Linked DNA regions of Mus musculus: region 2 is linked to region 1. Evidence: chromatin contacts called from public promoter capture Hi-C data. All regions are on one chromosome and are shown on one strand. The core of a region is the stretch at or near the end of the contact, and the rest is flanking DNA. Distances in the headings are between cores, read along the strand shown.

Region 1 (5,033 bases), core at 1,469-3,968:
CCCTCAAATGCAGAGATGAGTACAGCCATCAGTCATGTAGGGATGAAGGATAAGCAGAGAGCAACCAAAGAGGTAGAAACACCCAGCCAGCACACTGACTCGGAGACAGAACACACTGTTACAGTTGTACCACCTAGGGTTTTAAAGTTAGTATATATGGTTACTGTAGCAACAGAAAACAGATAAGTTGTCTCTACTATGCCTTCTGCTCTGTTGCCAACCTGGTGGCTTGCATAGCCCTCAGTTACAAATACTGTTGCAAAGATGTTAACTTAGATAGTCTACTGTTGCAAAGTTCACAGTGGATTGATATATTTATCTTAAATACTTGTTTACAATGTATGGGTTCTCTCTCTCTCTCTCTCTCTCTCTCTCTCACACACACACACACACACACACACACACACACACACACACACACACTAGCTCTTTGTAGAGTCCTTTTGTGTTTTGTTGGTTGTCTTAGTTAGGGTTACTAGTGCTGTGATGAAACCATGACCAAAGCAAGTCGGGGAGAAACAGGTTTATTTGGCTTACACTTCCTCATCATTCACTGTTCATCACCTAAGAAAGTCAGGACAGGAACTCAAACAGGGCAGGAACCTGGAGGCAGGAGCTGATGCAGACAGAAGCCATGCAGGGGTGCTGCTTACTGGGTTGATCCTCATGTCTTGTTCGGCCTGCTTTCTCATAGAACCTAGGGCCAGACTCCCATGAGTGGCATGACTCACAATGGGCGGGTCCTCCCTCCCCCATCAATGACGAATTAAAAAATTAATTCGTGCCACCAGCTTGCTTACAGCCTGATCTTATAGAGGTATTTTCTCAACTAAGACTCCTCCTCTCTGATGACTCTAACATGTGTCAAGTTGATTAGAAAACCAGTCAGGACATTGGGTCTTTGCTTTCTCTCTCAGTCCTTTTTCAGTCTGCTTTAGAATCAGACTAAGGACATATGGAAGTTCTGAGTATAATGAATACCATTGAAAATGTCTGAGAAATATTGCTCCAAGCTCTGCTCTCCATGTTTGTTTTATGAATTCACTTGCAATTGAGTTAGTTTTCTGTTGTCTAAGGCAGTGTATCCTACTGCCTTGTGATGCAGTATATTCAGGAGCCACAGGTATGGTGGGGAGGTTGGGCAGTAAAAGAATTCACGCAAGACAGTACTAGGTATAAAGGGACATGTTTAACGAGCACGGTGCAATGGGACAAAGCAGTAACAGACAAACTATCTTCTTGGCTTAGACCAGTTTTTAATGTGGGGACTGTCTTGGTTTCTTTTTCTGTTGCTGTGATAAAACATCCCAACAAAAGCCACCCAAGGGAAGGAGGAGTTTATCTTAGGTCACAGTTGGAAAGCACAGTCCATCACCCAGTGGAAGTCAAGGCAGCTGGAGCTTGAAGCAGTGGATCAGAAGGCTCCAAGGCAACAGCTCTTTTAGACCTATGGGTATTTAATTTGATCAGTGTGGCCTTGGTCACATCATCCACACTCAGAAGGAGCACTGCTTTTCTTTACAATGTTAGTAGGGCCTTCTGGGCCAGTCTCCCACAGTAGAAGCCCCTAAAGGTAGAAGCCTGATCCCCACTCCCACCCCCCATGTTCCCCTCTGGTGACCTTTTTTTTCAGCCTGTCCTGGATGTCTGATTGGCTGGATGGAGCTCCTCATTGATTCTGGTACAAACACATCCTTTCTTTTTTACCATTCTTCTGTGTTTGTAACTGTAGGACAATCTACTCCTTCAAAGTGTTTTAGCTGTTTTGGGCTCTTTGTTTTCTCATATACGTTTTACAGTCACCTTATTGGGATACAGACAGACACACTCAATGGGCGCGCGTGTGTGTGAGCGCACACACACAGAATCCAAATTCAGTTCGGAATCTCATTGCTTGTAGAGGTTATTTGGGGTAGAATTTCTGTCTTTAAAAAAAGGGGGAGGGGATTTATCTACCTGTGCAGAGAATGCAATTCGTTATTTGTTGTATTGTGCTGGCCTTCAGAATGCGTCCGAGATTCTATGCTTCTCTCCTCATCGTCCAACCTGGTCTAACCAGGTCCAACCTGACTAAGCTCATGACCTCTGGTCTGCACCTCCCCTATGGTCCCATCTCTGTCCAGCAGCCAGTGACTCTTTTGAAGGTGGCACTTGTATTGTCTAGTTTTTCTTAGAGGGCTGGCTGTGCCAAGCTCCCCCATTTTAAGAAGCATTAGGGGCTGGCGAGATGGCTCAGTGGTTAAGAGCGCCGACTGCTCTTTCGAAGGTCCCGAGTTCAAATCCCAGCAACCACATGGTGGCTCACAACCATCTGTAACGAAATCTGATGCCTTCTTCTGGAGTATCTGAGGACAGCTACAGTGTACTTACATATAGTAAATAAATAAATCTTTAAAAAAAAAAAAAAAAAAAAATACCTAATAAAAAATGGAAAAAAAAAAAAAAAAAAAAAAAGAAGCATTAGCCCAAATGAATGGAGGAACAATGATGATGGGTGGTCTTCTAAAAAAAACCAAATTGAAAAACAGTGGCATTGACCCGGGCTGCGGCTAAGATGAACTTAGGAGTTCTCAGTGTGGCCAGAAGCAGAAGCGCGGGCACATGGGGCGTGCGCAGACTGCGGAGCTCAGCAGCCAAAGCCATGAATGACACCGAGGCAGAGGCAGGAACCTCTGGGCGGGGCCGCGCGTCGTGAGCGCGCGTCGTGGCCGCGCTCCTGGGGGCGGCGCGCGGGGCCGCGGCGCTTCCGGCAGCTGGAGGCGGCGCCGAACGGGACCGAGCGGCGCGGGTGGCGGCCGGGTAGGCGGTGAGTGGCGGGGGGCTGCGGAGCGCGCGCGGGGAGCCGGAGGCGCGCGGGATGGCGCAATCTCGGGGGCTGCAGGGGACCCAGTAGGGTCCACTGTGCGCGCTGGGGTATGCCTGAGGCGGGTTACGTACGCCCGGGACCTCGTGAGTCCGCAGCTCTAGACTGGGGCTAGGGAGGCCTCAGCGTGGAACTGATCTTGTGGAACAGATGTGAAAGGGGAGCATCACGCACCGTGCCACGCGTCCCTAGCCACCGCGTGACGAAACATGCTGGGTGCAGGCGGCCAAGATGGCTGCCAGGGGACTGTCTCCACGAGGATGGGCGCGCGCAATTGCCAGGTGACCAGGTGGCTCTTAGTAGCTGGGACCCGGAGGTCCGCGTGGAGATCACTTGGTGGCCGACCTCCAGCTCTTAATCTCTTCAAGGGACCGAAGTGTCCCAGGTAGAACCGTGGGACCCTCACCCTCAGCTCCCACATCGTGTTCCTGCTGATCATCTCAGGTTCAACCGCCTCCAGAATGACAATGACCACACTAAGGTCTGTGCCTCCGGAGTTAGATCTCTGACTTTTGTATTCATCCAATGCTGCCAAATCCATAATCCAGATTTGAAAACTGAGGCATTAAAACTTGAATAACTTGCCTAAAGTGTCACAGCTGGCCAGGGAGAAGAGCCAGGCAATCCGAGTATATATATTGTTTCCACTTTGTCCCTCAGTGACGATGTGACGATTGAGAGACCTCGTGGAAAAGCGTAGTTCTGCTGGATTTCAGAATTTGGGCCTTTACCCGGGACTCTCCCTTTATAGTTTTCTCACACTCCTGATCCCTCATCTGCTGCACCTACTTTGGGTGCCTCTAGTCAGCAGCTCTCAACTGTGGTTGCATATCAGAAGTTTACATGACGATTCATAACAGTAGCAAAATTATGTTTATGGAATGGCAACGAAATAATTTCATAGTTGGAGGAATCACTAAACCATGTATTAAAGGCTACAGCATTAGGAAGGTTGAAAACCACTGCCTAGATTTTTCTCTCCGTCCTTGTTCCAGGCAGAGGCAGGAGTAGAGAGGCGAGCACTGAGGTAAAGAAGAGGACTTTGTGGGTCTTAGAATGCTGGACTCAGGCTTGCTGTGTGAAGGAGAGCTGTTTAGAGGACAAATGGAAGTTCAGCAGGAAGTCCCAGAACCTCAGGCCACCCCTCCCCACCCCCCACCCCACCCCCCTCCCAGGACTGAGGTTGTCACATTCACAGCAATAACAGTGTTTGGGAAGAGTTTGTTAATTCCCACCCAGCTCTGATAAGGAATTGCTCCATCTGTGTACTCAAGGGTGCAGCCAAAGGTCTGCAAAATGGAGAGAGTTGTGCTTAGTTTTCTGTAAAAGTTTGGTGAAACTATCCCGGGGTGTGCAGCAAAAGCTGGCTGAGAGGAAGCATCCCCTTTCCCCTCCTAACTTCTGCCAAGAAAGCTGTGAAGACAGCCAGGCCAAAAGGACTCATAAAGCAGTGGGGCCACTTTCTCTTTTATCTAAACTGTGTGTGTGTGTGTGTGTGTGTGTGTGTGTGTGTGTGTGTGTGTGTAGGAGGAGGAGGAGTAGTAGTAGTAGTAGTAGTAGTAGTAGTAGTAGTAGTAGTAGTATATATGTAGTATATGTCTGGGTGCAAGTGCTCTTTAGAGGCCAGAAGAGGGCATCAGCCCCCCCCCCCCCTGGAATTGGAGTTACCCACAGTGGCAAACTGCCAGATGTGGCAAATTCAGGTCCTCTGAAAGAGTAACAAGTTAACCACTTAGCCATCTCGCAGACCTCCTGCTGCCTGAAAATGAAACAAAGTATCCCTGCAGAAATGGCAGCTTTAGTTGTGCAAACAGGGTGCCTTTAGCTGTGTGTAGCTGTTGAAAAGGTGGTTTGGACTTCAAGGTAAGAAATCTAGATTAGTCTGTAATAATCTGTTTCGTTCCTTCATTTCCTTTGCTAGTTATTAATTTGAAAGTAAAAACTCATTGTTGCCAGGCGGTCCATACCTTTCCTAGCACTTGGGAGGCAGAAGTAGATTTCTGAGTTTGAGGCCAGCCTGGTCTACAAAGTGAGTTCCAGGGCTATACAGAGAAACCCTGTCTCCGGAAAAAAAAATTATTGTTAGGACTCTATCATTGTATAAACTTTATATATCACTTAGTGAGGGGTGGGGGAGGGAGAAAACACCCAGGTCCTTTATCTGTACAAA
Region 2 (5,033 bases), core at 1,385-3,884, 2.5 Mb after region 1:
GGAATTTATGTTTCAGCCATCAGAGAGGGCTAGGAATAGAGCTCGGCTCCCTAAACACCATTCTAACAGAGAAAAGCAGCAACTCGACCCTGCTACAACCTAGTTCCTCTTGCAAATGCTTCTGTCCTAGGCTTTTACTGCTGTGAACAGACACCATAACCAAGGCAACTCTTATAAGATAACATTTAACTGGGGCTGGCATACAGGTTCAGAGGTTCAGCCCACTATCAAGGCAAGAACATGGCAGCTTCCAGGCAGGCATGATACAGGAGCTCAGAGTTCTATATCTTCATCTGAAGGCTGCTAGTAGAATACTGGCTTCCAGGAAACTAGGATGAGGGTCCCACACCCACAGTGACACACCTACTCTAACAGGGCCACACCTTCTAATGTGCCACTCCCTGGGCCTAGCATATACAAATGATCACAGCTTCCAACTGAAATAACAAACTTAATTTAAATAACCACAAAATTAAGTCAACTACCTAGCTCCTGATATGCAAGTTCCAATGTAAAAACACAAATAATAACAACAACAACAAACCAAGATATGACTCCTCCAAATTCTACCCATCCAGGGTAATGTTCCTCAACAAGAGTGACCTAGATGAAATTCCAGACAAAGAATCCAGACAGTGTGACGATAACTCCATTCACAGAGATGAAAGAAGGCATAAACAAACAAAGCTGAATGAAGTCCCAGAGAACACAAATGTCTGAATGAAATACGGAAATGTAGTATGCGAATAGAATTCAGTGAAGACAGAAATGCCTGGGGAACAACCTGAAAAGATGCTGGGGACGAAAACCCCAGTAAGTGAAGCAAAGCCCCGTGGAGAGCCCCCAGAGGACCACCACAAGGAGGACAAAGGATCAGGGCAAGGACAGTGACCGTGGGATTGGTATATTCATTCAAGGACAACAATTAACATTTTTTCTAAACTGTAAGTGTAAGACGCATGATCTTTGGGACATCATGAAAAGAGGAGATCTAAAACCATGGGCACAGAATAAGGGATATTTCCTTGAAACGGAAACAGCTCCTCCAGGAAGGACTTAGGAGGGAAAGAGATGATGGCATACCTGGGAAATGGAATCTGAGCACTCAAGAGGCTCCTCCCCACTGTAGAGAAGCAGTTCACAGCTGTCATGAACCAGACTCAGACCTTCTGAGCTGCAGACAAGTCTCTCTGATTGTTGAACTACCTAGGAGCTGAGCAGAGGACTCTAGGCTTGCAACTTTCCAGTGAGTTGTCAACCCAAGTTGGGGTGGGTTTTTCAGTGATACAGCTGCTTTCTGGGGGGTGGGGTGGGGCAGGAGTTGCAAGTTTCTTGCTTTGGGTAGTGAGATGTGTAACTAGGACTCAGCGATAGTGGGTCAGAGTGGAAGTCCCAAGTCTATGCTGGTTCAAGGTGGATCTAAGCTGAAAAGCCTTCCCTGAGGAACAAGAGTGCAGAGGGGGCTCATTGAGTCTATGGATCAAAAGGAATTTCACAAAGTAGAGGCTTTGGCAAACCCAAAGGTCTAGACTGGCATATGCATCTGAATTCATAAACAATCTACAAGAGATCAAATTAGGACAAAACGGGGGGGGGGATAAAAGTCTGTCCACATCACTTGAAGGCAAATGTGGCAAGATCTGTGTCAATTGAACTCTTGAGGGAAAAGAGCTGACAGCAAGACACCACAGAAATCAATTTGTAATAAGAACTTCAAATTAATCTAAAATGTCAGGTGAGGGAGGACCATGATGGGGGAATTAGAGGAACCAAGAGGAATCTGGGGGAGACATACATCTATGGTATGTTCATTATCCTGTCTCTATGATGGTTTCAAAGGCAACAAAACCTAGGGTGTGTCCAGTATTTGTCAGTTGTACCGTGATAAAGCTGGTCATTACAAATAGAGTATGAGTGACGCTAGATGTTAACGTAGAATGCTGTGTGTGGCTTGATATTTTGAAACTTAAAAAAAAAAAAATCCATAGCTCATTGTGCATTCTTTTTGAGCTGGCAGGCTGGCAGCTCACAGGTGACCTTCTGCAGTCCTGGCCTGCAGCTCAGGACCTGAGAGGCGATCATTGCAGCTTCCAATCACGGTCCCTCAAGCATCTGCATGATGGTAGTGGGGTGTCCTTCTCAAGTTAAAACCTGGAAACTCGAACTGTTAGTTTGGGTCAAGTGGTCAGTTATTTAACTGAATATTCACTAAGCATACTGCTTATCCCTTGAGGAGCACTCACACACTGGCCCTGGGACCACCAAAGGACTTCTAGAGGCCTAGGAACCTGCATGTGCTAGGTGAGACCTCCAGCTCCAACAGAGCGGCTGGGGGCGGGGCGAGGCTACCTAGAGTCAGAGGCTCTAGAGGTGGAGCTTTTATCAGTGGGCGGGGCGCGGGCGTGCGTCAGGGTCTACCTCTCGGTGAACCCCGAACTTAAACTTAGCGTTTGGGGGCGGGGCAGAATTGACGGGGGCGGGGCATCTTTAAGAGGCAGCCACTTCCGGGGGCGAGGCTGGGGGCGGAGCGAGACTCCCGGGGGCGGGGATTCGAGAGGCTGAACACTAGCACACTGGGGCAAGGCTTCCTGGAGGGGTGTGGCGCGGGCGTGGCGCAGGCGGGGCCTGGCCTGTGATGCCCATTTAGTCTCTCACTGTCCGCGGCTTTATGCGGCGCTGGAGCCCGCCCACCTGAGAAGGTAGCTGCTGGCGTTCGTCACGCAGAGTTCTGCGCTTGACCGGCGGGCCTGCCTGGGGCTGGCTGCCCTCAGGAGCGCGTTCGGAGGTAACATTTGTGGCGCAGCACTAGGGAGCTGGCGGGGCGGGGCGAGCCGAACCGCAGGAACCCCCAGAGCTGCCTGGCCGTGGAGGCAGGAGCGAGACCTAGTCTGCTCGGAACCGAGCGTGCGGAGCCCAGCCATCCCCCCAGTCCCCGGGGGCTTTTCAGCTCTCTCACCGCTTTCAGCTAGGGTCCGGTCGACCCCAAGCCCTGTTTCTCAGGACAGTTAGGATGTAAGATAAATTGCACCGAGCAGTTTTAGGGCGGTACATTTTCAATGCCATCTGTATTCATTTTTACACTTTAAACTCTGCCCCGGGTTGGCGTCCTCTTTCTGGTCCAGTCTGGTTGCCTGGATATGGGGCAGGCTGCTCGGTGCTCATCTAGGGATGGTCTAGGTTGAGTTCTGTTCGCCTCTCTGCCATCCTCGCCTCTCAAATGGTGTTTTCAATCCAAGTGCATTTTACAAACGAGTCTTCAGATGATGCACTTAAAAATGAGATCTATCTATTCAAAAAATTGAAGTTTACTTTGTAAGTAAATATATCTTAATACCACAGAGAAGCTTGAGCTATGCCAACTTATACAGCTAATAAACCAGTACACGTAATTATGAACTACTTCAAATTTCATGATATCTCTTCATAGATATTAAGTAAAATGTGAATTTTTAGAGTGCTTTTCTGCCTGATATGTAGCCTTAGTATAGCTTCCAGTGTAACTTCTAGAGAGTGTTGTGATATTTCTACAAACTAGTTTTCATATGGGCAAAAAAACTGTTCTATTATTAATAACCTACTAATAAAATCACTTAATGTATATAACGACTTACAGATAACCTAAGCATAAAATGATTATATGCCCAAATGATGGTTTTGTGGGTTTTTTCCAAGACTGGAAGTGAAGTCAGATGGGTGTCGGTGATTACCCCATGGCAGTGTCATTTCATTGGCTCAGCAGTAACTGTAACTTGGAAGCCACCTTCAGGTAAGAAAGCCTTGAAGTGGTCCATTGCAGGGCAGTGGTGGTGCATGCCTTTAATCCCAGCACTCGGGAGGCAGAGGCAGGCAGATTTCTGAGTTAGAGGCCAACCTGGTCTACAGAGTGAGTTCCAGGCCAGCCAGGGCTACACAGAGAAACCCTGTCTCAAAGAACCAAAAACAAACAAACAAGAAGCGATCCATTTCCTTAACATGAAAAGAAATCAGGCTTTTTAAATAAATGCCCCCATATATTTAAGATAGAATTTTTATATAAACAGATCTAAAAAAAATTAAATGGGAATGCAATATGACCAAGTGGTGGTCCATATTCATAAATAATTTAATGTGATTCATATTATGTAAATAATGAACACATGGTCAAAAAGTACTTCTAAAGAATAAAATCAATTTATCTTACATTCTAAAACTACTACTTCAGTGTGCTATATGAAGTTTGTAATTGAGAGGGTAGTTAATGCTTTAATAATTTATGTAAGGAGAAAATTAACATGCATTTGGACTAAATTATTGGTATCAATATAACATCTTTAAGAGATTTACGTGCTTGTATTGGTACTTTGCCTGCATCTTTGTCTGTGTACAACGTGTGTGCCTGGTGCATGTGTGGGTGCTGGGAATGAAACCTGGGTCCTCTGTAAGAGCAGCAAGTGCTCCTAACCACTGAACCATCTTTCAGCTCCTAATAACACGGATGGTTAGCTAAACTGGCAATGTAATGAGTTGAGTACATTGAGCAATTCTTGTTATAGACAACCAATTTAATACATAACACAGTCCCTGTGTAGAGACCTATAAGATAGTTACACAAAACCTGGCATTTGGACAAAGTCTTTAGTTGTCTTTACTGCTTTTCTAGCAAGCTTTTATACCAGGGATAGCTTCTCTAGATTTAGTAAAATTTAAACTATTTGTAGTCTACTAAGTGAAACAGTTATAAACATACTGTATGGATGTCTTCTGTCTCTGAGTTTAGAATCCAGCCTCTGCTCCTTTACTATACATATACATACACATACATATATACACACACATGCACATACGTACACATATATACACAGATACATATGCACACATACACACATATACATATATGAACATATACACAGATACATATACACATAGACATACACAGTCATACATATGCACACATGTACACACATACAACACATGCATACATACACATATGTACACATATACACAGATACATAAACACACATACATACATATACATATACATACACATACATATA

What was found. Promoter capture Hi-C pulls out the DNA fragments that hold promoters and counts their contacts.
Region 2: a promoter capture Hi-C map of liver shows a contact between it and region 1, with 2.2 times the contacts expected there. The contact joins the promoter of Fbxl21 here to the promoter of Sfxn1 in region 1.

What each region holds. Positions count from the first base shown.
Region 1 is chr13:54,069,127-54,074,159 of GRCm38.p6, forward strand. Sfxn1 (sideroflexin 1) reads left to right here and starts at 2,719. Exons shown (of 11, transcript NM_027324.5): 1 at 2,719-2,806.
Region 2 is chr13:56,519,838-56,524,870 of GRCm38.p6, forward strand. Fbxl21 (F-box and leucine-rich repeat protein 21) reads left to right here and starts at 2,635. Exons shown (of 7, transcript NM_178674.5): 1 at 2,635-2,785; 2 at 3,673-3,766.